3 separate regions of the Mus musculus genome follow, and regions 1 and 2 are each linked to region 3. Evidence: chromatin contacts called from public promoter capture Hi-C data. All regions are on one chromosome and are shown on one strand. Each heading gives the region's core, a stretch centred on a gene start, on an enhancer-like site or on the middle of the called end of the contact. The rest is flanking DNA. Distances are from core to core; before and after follow the strand shown. Region 1 holds the start of Paip2b (poly(A) binding protein interacting protein 2B). Region 2 holds the start of Mgll (monoglyceride lipase). Region 3 holds the start of Fam136a (family with sequence similarity 136, member A).

Region 1 (2,700 bases), core at 29-2,528, 2.5 Mb after region 3:
CCCTGGAGCTAGAGTTACTGGTGGTTGTAAGCCACCATGAGGTGCTGAAAACTGAACCTGTCTTCTGCAATAGCAGCAAATGCTCTTAACTGTTGATCCACCACTCCAGCCATCAATATCCTATCTTCTTTTTATGGACATAACTTAAAATTTGGATATTGTTTTAGTTAGGGTTTGTATTCCTGCACAAACATCATGGCCAAGAAGCAAATTGGGGAGGAAAGGGTTTATTCAGCTTACACTTCCACATTGCTGTTCATCACCAAAGGAAATCAGGACTGGAACTCAAGCAGGTCAGCAAGCAGGAGCTGGTGCAGAGGTCATGGAGGGATGTTACTTACTGGATTGCTTTCCCTGGCTTGCTCAGCTTGCTTTCTTACAGAACCCAGGACTACTAGCCTAGGTATGGCAGCACCCACAACAGGTCCTCCCACCCTGATCACTAATTGACAAAATGACTTACAGCCGGATCTCATGGAGGCATTTCCTCAAGTGAAGCTCCTTTCTCTGTGATAACTCCAGCTTGTGTCAAGTTGACACATAAAACTAACTAATACAAGGTATCTTAAACCCAAAGGACAGAACAAGTGTGTGTGTGTGTGTGTGTGTGTGTGAATGTGAGTGTGTGTCTTGTTTTTCTGAGACTTGGTCGCAATATGAGCTCAAGCTGGCCCTGAGGAATTTGTGATTTTCCTGCCTCAATCTTGAGCCTGCTGGGACTGAAAATGTCAAATTTGTTTCTAAAAACGTGGAAGCAACCCTTTCTGTTCTTCCAATCTCCCAAATAGTCCTAATTTTTAACCTCACGACTTAACACAGAAGCAAATTCCCGCTCTCAAAACTCATCTCTAACTAATGGACAGATGAGGAAATCCCTGAATCCTACTCCCTTTTCTAAAGTGATCTAGACAAGTGACACAGGCTTCCAGCTTAGCCAATGGATGAAGCGGGAGCAGAAGCCTTTGTAAACAAACCCGGAGTCCTTGCACTCTGGCTCCTCCCCAACATGGAGGTGATTCATCCTTGGCCTGGAAATCTAGGCGTGACCAATGCTTCTTCAGCCAATCAGAGCTGGGAGTCTCCATCGAGGGCGGAGCGAATGGACAGACGCTAAGACCAATCAAAAACTGGAACTTCTGAAAGAGCTGGGCGGGCATTGTTTCACATTTAGACCAATCAAAACCAGGTAAGTGAGCGGCATTCTCTGCTGTCCAATAGATGGACGGGGCGTTGTCCGGCAGCCAATGAATGGCGCTGGGGGGCGGGGCGAGACGCGCGTGTGAGGCCGAGGTACCTCGAGCGTTTGTGCGCCGAGGCTCGCGCTCTTAGGAGGCGGCGCTGTGCTGTGGTGCGGACCTCGGGGCGGCGTTGTCCGCGCGGCCAGGTGGGTTGAGGCGTCGGGGCTGGGATCGTCTGGCCACCCGGGACTGCGCACAGCCCCTCTACCCGCGGGCTGCCCGGGAGCGCGCACAGCCCCTTCCCAGCGCGGCCCGGGCCCAGGCCGTCCGACGCTCTGGCGCTCGCGGGCCAGCTCCTCTCACCTCATCCCTTTTCACCATCCTTGCTACGTATGACCTGCCGCCTCCTGGCGCCCCTCCTCTCTCTCGCCTTCTGAGACGTTCACTCTCAACCTCAGGATTTCAGCCTCATTTCCCCCGGAAACTAACACCTCTCACTTTGCTTTTTGTAGGCACCTGGAAGGGTGAAGGCGAGAGGCAGATGACGACGCTGAACACAGGCTCCGCAAGGTTCGGAACTGCAATGGGCTTGCTTAAACTCTCTCTGCCTCCCCTTCAATGCCATCTAATCCCACTCTTCTTCTAGAATCATTGTCCTCATAAAGTGCTTTTGCTCAAAACTGCTGAAAATGCAGGTGGAAAGGCTTGCCAGCAGCAACCAATTTGAAATCTGTTACGTGGAACGGGATGGAACGGGATTCTGACCCAGCTTAGAGCACTAATTTACACTATGAGGAAGGGCCTGGTCATCCCGGACGTCCGTAAGATACGGGATATATGTGATTATCACACACAGCCTCTGAGAGAATTACAACAGCCCAGAGGCGACCTTCAGCATTATCTTTACAGAGAATTTATTTGTTTATACCTCATAGTATGGCAGTGTTTGGCTTCCTGTGGTGGTTCTAACCATATGTTTCTAGATGGCCTTCCACACTGTCTCAAACCCAAATAAAAATATGCCAGACGTTTACTGCGAATAAATTAGCTTATCACTCATAGTTTTAACTGAGATTTTAGAAGTTGAGGAGTATTAGACAATAGGGGTTTTATTTTGGAAGCCAGAGGACATTGAGTATTGGAATACGTCTAGTACTTTAGGCAGAAAGGGAGAAAGAATAAGATATCTATCCATATCCAAAATTGCATTGTTCTCATGTTGTCATTTTCTTGGCTTTATATCTGGAATTGTTTTTCTTGGTTTTCAAAAAGGAAAATTAAGTCGTAGTTTAGCATCAGATTCACTGTTGTGGAGTTTGTAAGCTTTACTTTACTATTTTTCTTATCCAATTTGTAGCACATAACAGTATATAGTTCCTTGTGTTTTGCTGTGGTAAGATTTTTGTCGTAGTAGAGAAAGAAGTCTGTTAGAGGAAATTAAAATCAGTCTTTCCTCATAGGTGACAGCATTGCCTCGCAGGCCTTATGTTTGTGCCATATTTTTCACACTGGAAAGAGCGGA
Region 2 (2,700 bases), core at 31-2,530, 2.4 Mb before region 3:
AAGGTGGACATATTCTAAAGTCAGAAATACACTTATGTCCATATGGGAGGAAAGAAAGCCTTTTTTGAGTCAGGACTGTGGCTGTGGCTTCTTTTCTAGGCAATTAAACAAAAAACAAAAAACAAAAAACAAAACAAACAAACAAAAAAAACCCCACCAAACCCCAATTTGATATATATATTTTAAAATTACATACATCTCTTGCAAACCCCTTCAAGATTGAAAAGTCCTGTTTGTCCTTAAGAAAATGCTCACTTTATTTTTTTAAAGTGCCTCAGTATAGCCCCCCTCCCATCTGTGTTTATTTTAAATCATCTCAGGAAACTTCATCTTAAAGACTATTTTAGCTGTAATCAAGCGGAAATTACAGTCAGTTCCGTGGGTACAAAGCCCCAGCTGCAAGGACCCATCTCTCCTAAAATCTCCACTGTGCGGGTTTCAGGGGGCATAATAAGTAGGTGACGCGCCCCAAGCGATTTTTCCCTTCTGAATGCCAAAGATGCCATGACAAACCTGTTTCCATTAGTCTTGGCTTTTGCATTCCACTACCGCCACAGCCTCGAGTATCAGCGCCAGGCAAACGAGGGCTGTTCCCTCATCGCGGCCGCAGGGCAGCACCACGGGGTCCGCGCCCTCCCCGCCTGGGCTGCAGGGGTGCGAGTTGCTCCCTCCTGCTGCTCCAGCTCTAGCTCATGTCGCCACTTTTCCAGAACACACCCCTGAAGGGGTTCCGGGAGCGAGGGACAGCCGGTCCCCAGCCCGGAGCTGCTGCGAGACGCGCTCCGCGGCACCGCGCATTCGCGCAGATGCGGGTCCCCGAGCAAAGTCACCCCGATTCTCCGACAAACTTTGCCTCTTGCCCGCCCGCGACCGCTTAGGGAAGGAAACCTCGCGGCTGTCATCGGCACGCCACACAGGACGTGGACCTGGCCGTTGTTCCCACACCGGTCTGGGAAGATGCAGTTGACGGGCACAAGTCTGTTTGGGGGTTGGTGCGAGGGCGCGAGGGGCGCGTTCACGCGCACACGCTGACACGCGCGCACACTCGTGCGCACGCACACGCGCGCAGGGGACCCCTGGCGGCGGCTCCTATCCTGAGGCAGGGGCGGGAGGCAGTTACCCGGGCCACGAGCGCCGCTGTCACGTTCCCCGAGCACCACGCGGGTCCGGGTCTGCGGCGGGCTAGAGCCAGACTACTGCGCGCGGCCGGCTGCGCAGCGATAGGGCGCGGCGTCTGCGCCGCCACTTTATCCCCAGCCGCTCGGCGGCGGGGGCGGCCCGCTGGGTGGGGACGCGCGGGGAGGCGGCGCCGGGGCCCCACGTGTGCCCGGCCCCCGGGGAGGAGCGGGGCATCGCCCGCCGACCTGCCTCGCGCTTTTCCTGGCCGCGTGGGGGACCTTCACGGGGCACTGAACCGAATTATGGGGCCCTTCCAGCCCATGCGCACAGTCGAGAACACAGACCCTCACACTGGTCCCCGGAGCAGAAACACGCTCACTAGAACTGCATGCACATGTTTACAGTTGCACACGTGCGAGACCCACATTCAGATAGCACAGGTGTAGGCACACCCACAAGGACACATCCTCAGGACCCTTCCCCAGATACAAACTACACACAGAGGTACAAGTGAATGTCACAGTTACTACATGAATACAAACACACAGCATGGACGCACACGCCCTAGACACCATGCACACAGATAAAAACAACACACCACACACACAGTGAGTGTCAGCGCAGAAACCACAGCTCTCATCTTACAGGGGAAAAGATTATTCTGGAGCCATTTTGAATGACCATGAGCTGGAAACACAGATTTAAGTTACCCCTAATTCCATGTTCCTATGTGAAAGCAGTTTCGGGAAGTTTTTTGGGTTTTTTTGGTTTTTGTTTTGTTTTGTTTTGTTTTTAAAATAGTTTTACAGAACAGATAAAGCCGTATATCAAGGCAAGTTTAAAATACATTGGTGGGTACAACAGAGAGTCAGGTAACAGTGAAATGGGAAAGTGTTCCTATAGGCTCAAAATGCTATCTGATAGCATTGCTAACTTTTGGATTTGTAGAAGCTAACTATCGTGTTAAATCAATAGTTAAACAGTGTTCATCTATTGCCTCAAGAAGTTAGTTCTAACAAAGAGGGGCAAGAAAGAAATGGCTGTTCCTGAGGGCCCGAACTTAGCCCAAAATAAAGTAATTTGCCTCTGGACCTGGAACATTCCAACCTCTCCATAGTACTGAAACTTTAATCAGCCAGCTAATCTCAGCAGACACAGCTTCCCTTTAGTTTTCCGCCTCAGCAGCAGAAGTAGCTCCTTTCCCCATGTTTTTGTTCACAACAGAGAAAAACAACACACCATATACACCCAGAGAGCTAAAGATGCGTGACATTCACGCACAAGCGCTTAGAGCTCTGAGAAGGAAGCAGACATACTGCAAGCAAACACACACACACACACACACACACACACTGCATGAAACCATTTCCCCTAGGTGCCCCAGGATCCAGGTCCCACTAGCACAGCTGCCTATGTGGCTGTGGAGTCTGGAATCCAGCACTAAATTTACAGCCTGTCCACTGTGTCCTATGCCTGCCACCTGTGAGTGACAGCTGCAGAGGAAGGATGACCCCAACCCACACCCATCTCCTCAGGCTTTCCAGGGCTTTCTTCTTGGCCAACCACTTTGCAAAATAGCAG
Region 3 (2,700 bases), core at 53-2,552:
CTTTCTTTTATATTACTGTTTCTGTGGCAAATATAGCACAACTTAACAGCACACCCAGGGCTTCTTCCAGAATATCAACCCTCACGGACACCAGGGCTCCCACCAGTGTTGACAGGACCTAAGGCAGAACGAGTGTTTCTCATCCCCTGCCAAGGAGCTGCTGTTCAAGGACTTGGGAGCTGTGAGGCATTCCTGACCTGGAACCTTTCCAGCTCGCTGGTGACCAGAGCCTGGGCTTGAGCCAGAGGCGCATGGCAGCGCTCGATGCATTGGTGCACCTGCTGCATAGATGCTTGGGTGTCTTCACAGCAGTTGGCGCTGCACCGGAACATGAGGCCCTGGGGAGCGAAGACAGAGCCTGGTGAGACTGGAAAGACTCTGAGGACAGCTCTCGAAGGACAAGGCCTTGGAGGCCATGCTTCTCTACCTGTTTTGTTTTATTTTTCCCGCCGTATCATCAGGACTTCGTAAGACTGGGACGGTTACCAGGCCTAACATTTGTAGGATGGGGATATATGTTCTTGGGAGCGCGCTTGCTAGTTCTAAGAAAGCCTTGCGTTCCATTCCGCACAGCACAAAGCCAGGGTGGTGGCCCATGCCTGTAATCCTCGCACTCCAAAGGTGAAGGCAGGAAGATCGGGGGTTGGAAGTCAACCTGGGTTAAAAGAGACCCTGTGTGCTGCTATGAGCTCACTGATAAGATAATGTACCCAAGACTGAACCGGAAGAAACCACGTTCTGAAAATCAGTTTTTGTATTTCTGTAGCAGAGTTCAGAGGTCGGCCTGGCTAGTCAACGCCCCACAAGGCGATCGAAACAGTAGAGGGTGATTAAGGGGTGAAGTTAAGCGAGGCCAGTAGGGTGAGGGAGACGGGGCCCACGCTCACGGGCGTTCAGGGTTCGTGGCATCTAAATCAGCGCAGGACGGCCCGAAGGGATTTCGGTCTGGTGGTTCTCCTGGGCCGGTCCCTCCGAGCCTCGCGCCAGATCACCTCAGGGGCGGCCGAACGCTCGTCACCGAGGCCAGGTGGGAGGAAACCGCCCCACGCGAGGCCCGGAGCTCGAACGTCACCGCGCCACCCCCGCCCGAGTTTCCAATCCCGTTTGGGCGCCGGACCGCGCCGCTACCTGCATCTTCCGGATGTTCTCTCTCTCCACACTTTTCACCATGGCGTCCACAGCCTCCTGCACTCGGAGTTGCTGCACCTCCGCCATGGCGACCCTGAGCTCAGCCGCGCCGGCGCCCGCGTGTGCACCCGCTGCGCCCCGCCCCCTGCGCCCGTGCGGGCTTCTCAAGCCACTGAGTCCCACCCTCCGGCTTCGCCCCGCCCTCGGCTGCGCCCCGCCCCTAGCTAGTGAGTCCCGCCCCTTTGCGCTGAGCCCGACCCCCCACCGAGTCACCGCACAGTCTTCCGAGTACCTCGCCCTGGCCCCTGGCCATTGCGCCCTTGTCCTCAGTAAGCGTTCCCGTTCCCGCATCCTCATCGCCCCCTGGCGTCTAGGTTAAGCAACTTCAGGCAGGAGACAGCGGGCGCGCCGCTGGTTCTTCCGTGGAGCCAGGCTTTTGGTGGCCAAAGATCTCTTCGTCGTCTGACTTCTTTTCTTCCTCTCTTTCTCTCTCTCCCTCTGTCAATCCCAATTTTAAAAAAGCGAATGTAATTAGCAGCTCTTGTACAGCTCGATCAGATTTTATTATTGCTATCTTTGTCTTGGTTTCTTTTTGTTGCCGAACAGAATTTCATTAAATGTACATACCACAATTTGCTTTGTCAATTCCCCAGCTGGTGAACATTTATGCCGAGTTACTAGTTACTGCGAGTAAAGGGTACGGTATTCTAGATTGTCTCAAGAGTAGTGTGGGGGTATGGAGGGGCTGTAGATAGCGAGACCGTTGAGTAAGGGCGAGCTGTTTCTGAATGGATTGGTTCTGTCAGCCATGTGCTCTCGTGTTCCCATTTCTACTGTCTTATGCAGTCATCTCTGAAACACAAGTGGTCCCTTCTTCCCATGGGCCGATGCAGAGGGGAGCATCATTAGGTTAGGAAGAGGGCTACTAAAGGCTGCGTTAGAAGAGCTTGGGCTATAAGTGGTCCCATAGAGATAAGGGAAAGTTCGAGTGTTTCGGGAAATCTCTCTCGGCGAGCTAGCATTGAATTTTTGTATTGAACTAGAAGGCCCTTGCCTGGCACTCTGGAGAAGGAAAAGAATGACAGGCAGGTACGGGAAGCTTCAGAGGGCAAAACAGAAAAAAAAGGTTGAAGCTTTGTGGAATAGCCTGGAACGAAAAAAAAAAGACTAGCGTGTGAAGAGTGCTTGAGATTTTAGGCACTTGCTGTGATTCGCCACTAGATGGCAGGCTAGCTCTGTTTTGAGGGTAGGAAAAGCCACACAACCCATTGTCCTTTGAGAAAAGCTGTGTTCCTCCATGGCTGGGCTTTCCCTCTCTCAGATACCAGGGTTGGGGATAAAATGTGTCCACTACTTGAAGCCGGACTTACAGGGATCTTCCAGGAGCAGCTGGAGCCAGGGCGATGGCAGTGGTCACCCAACAGACCAGGTGCTTTGCAAGTACTTTGAATGGGGTCTGAAGCGGACCCTTCAGTGTCCATTTTTCTCTCACTGTGCACAAAGTCAAAGCAAAGGGAGGGGAAGACTCTGGAATATTTAAATCCTAGCAGGGCAAGATGGCTGCCTCAGCCG

What was found. Promoter capture Hi-C pulls out the DNA fragments that hold promoters and counts their contacts.
Region 1: a promoter capture Hi-C map of pre-B cells shows a contact between it and region 3, with 4 times the contacts expected there. The contact joins the promoter of Paip2b here to the promoter of Fam136a in region 3. A contact is called at or near these places in 2 of 39 promoter capture datasets (cranial neural crest and pre-B cells) and 1 of 115 datasets of contacts at active chromatin or transcription factors (astrocytes).
Region 2: a contact with region 3 is called in a promoter capture Hi-C map of neutrophils, with 2.8 times the contacts expected there. The contact joins the promoter of Mgll here to the promoter of Fam136a in region 3. A contact is called at or near these places in 2 of 39 promoter capture datasets (neutrophils and pre-B cells).

Annotation. Positions count from the first base shown.
Region 1 is chr6:83,830,319-83,833,018 of GRCm38.p6, reverse strand. Paip2b (poly(A) binding protein interacting protein 2B) reads left to right here and starts at 1,278. Exons shown (of 5, transcript NM_146169.2): 1 at 1,278-1,384; 2 at 1,691-1,748. The coding sequence starts at 1,720.
Region 2 is chr6:88,722,992-88,725,691 of GRCm38.p6, reverse strand. Mgll (monoglyceride lipase) reads right to left here and starts at 1,280. Exons shown (of 8, transcript NM_011844.4): 1 at 1,121-1,280. All of the region lies in intron 2 of Gm26588 (a long non-coding RNA gene), which reads left to right.
Region 3 is chr6:86,364,248-86,366,947 of GRCm38.p6, reverse strand. It overlaps Fam136a (family with sequence similarity 136, member A), which reads right to left and starts at 1,302. Exons shown (of 3, transcript NM_025591.3): 1 at 1,129-1,302; 2 at 198-338. The coding sequence starts at 1,215.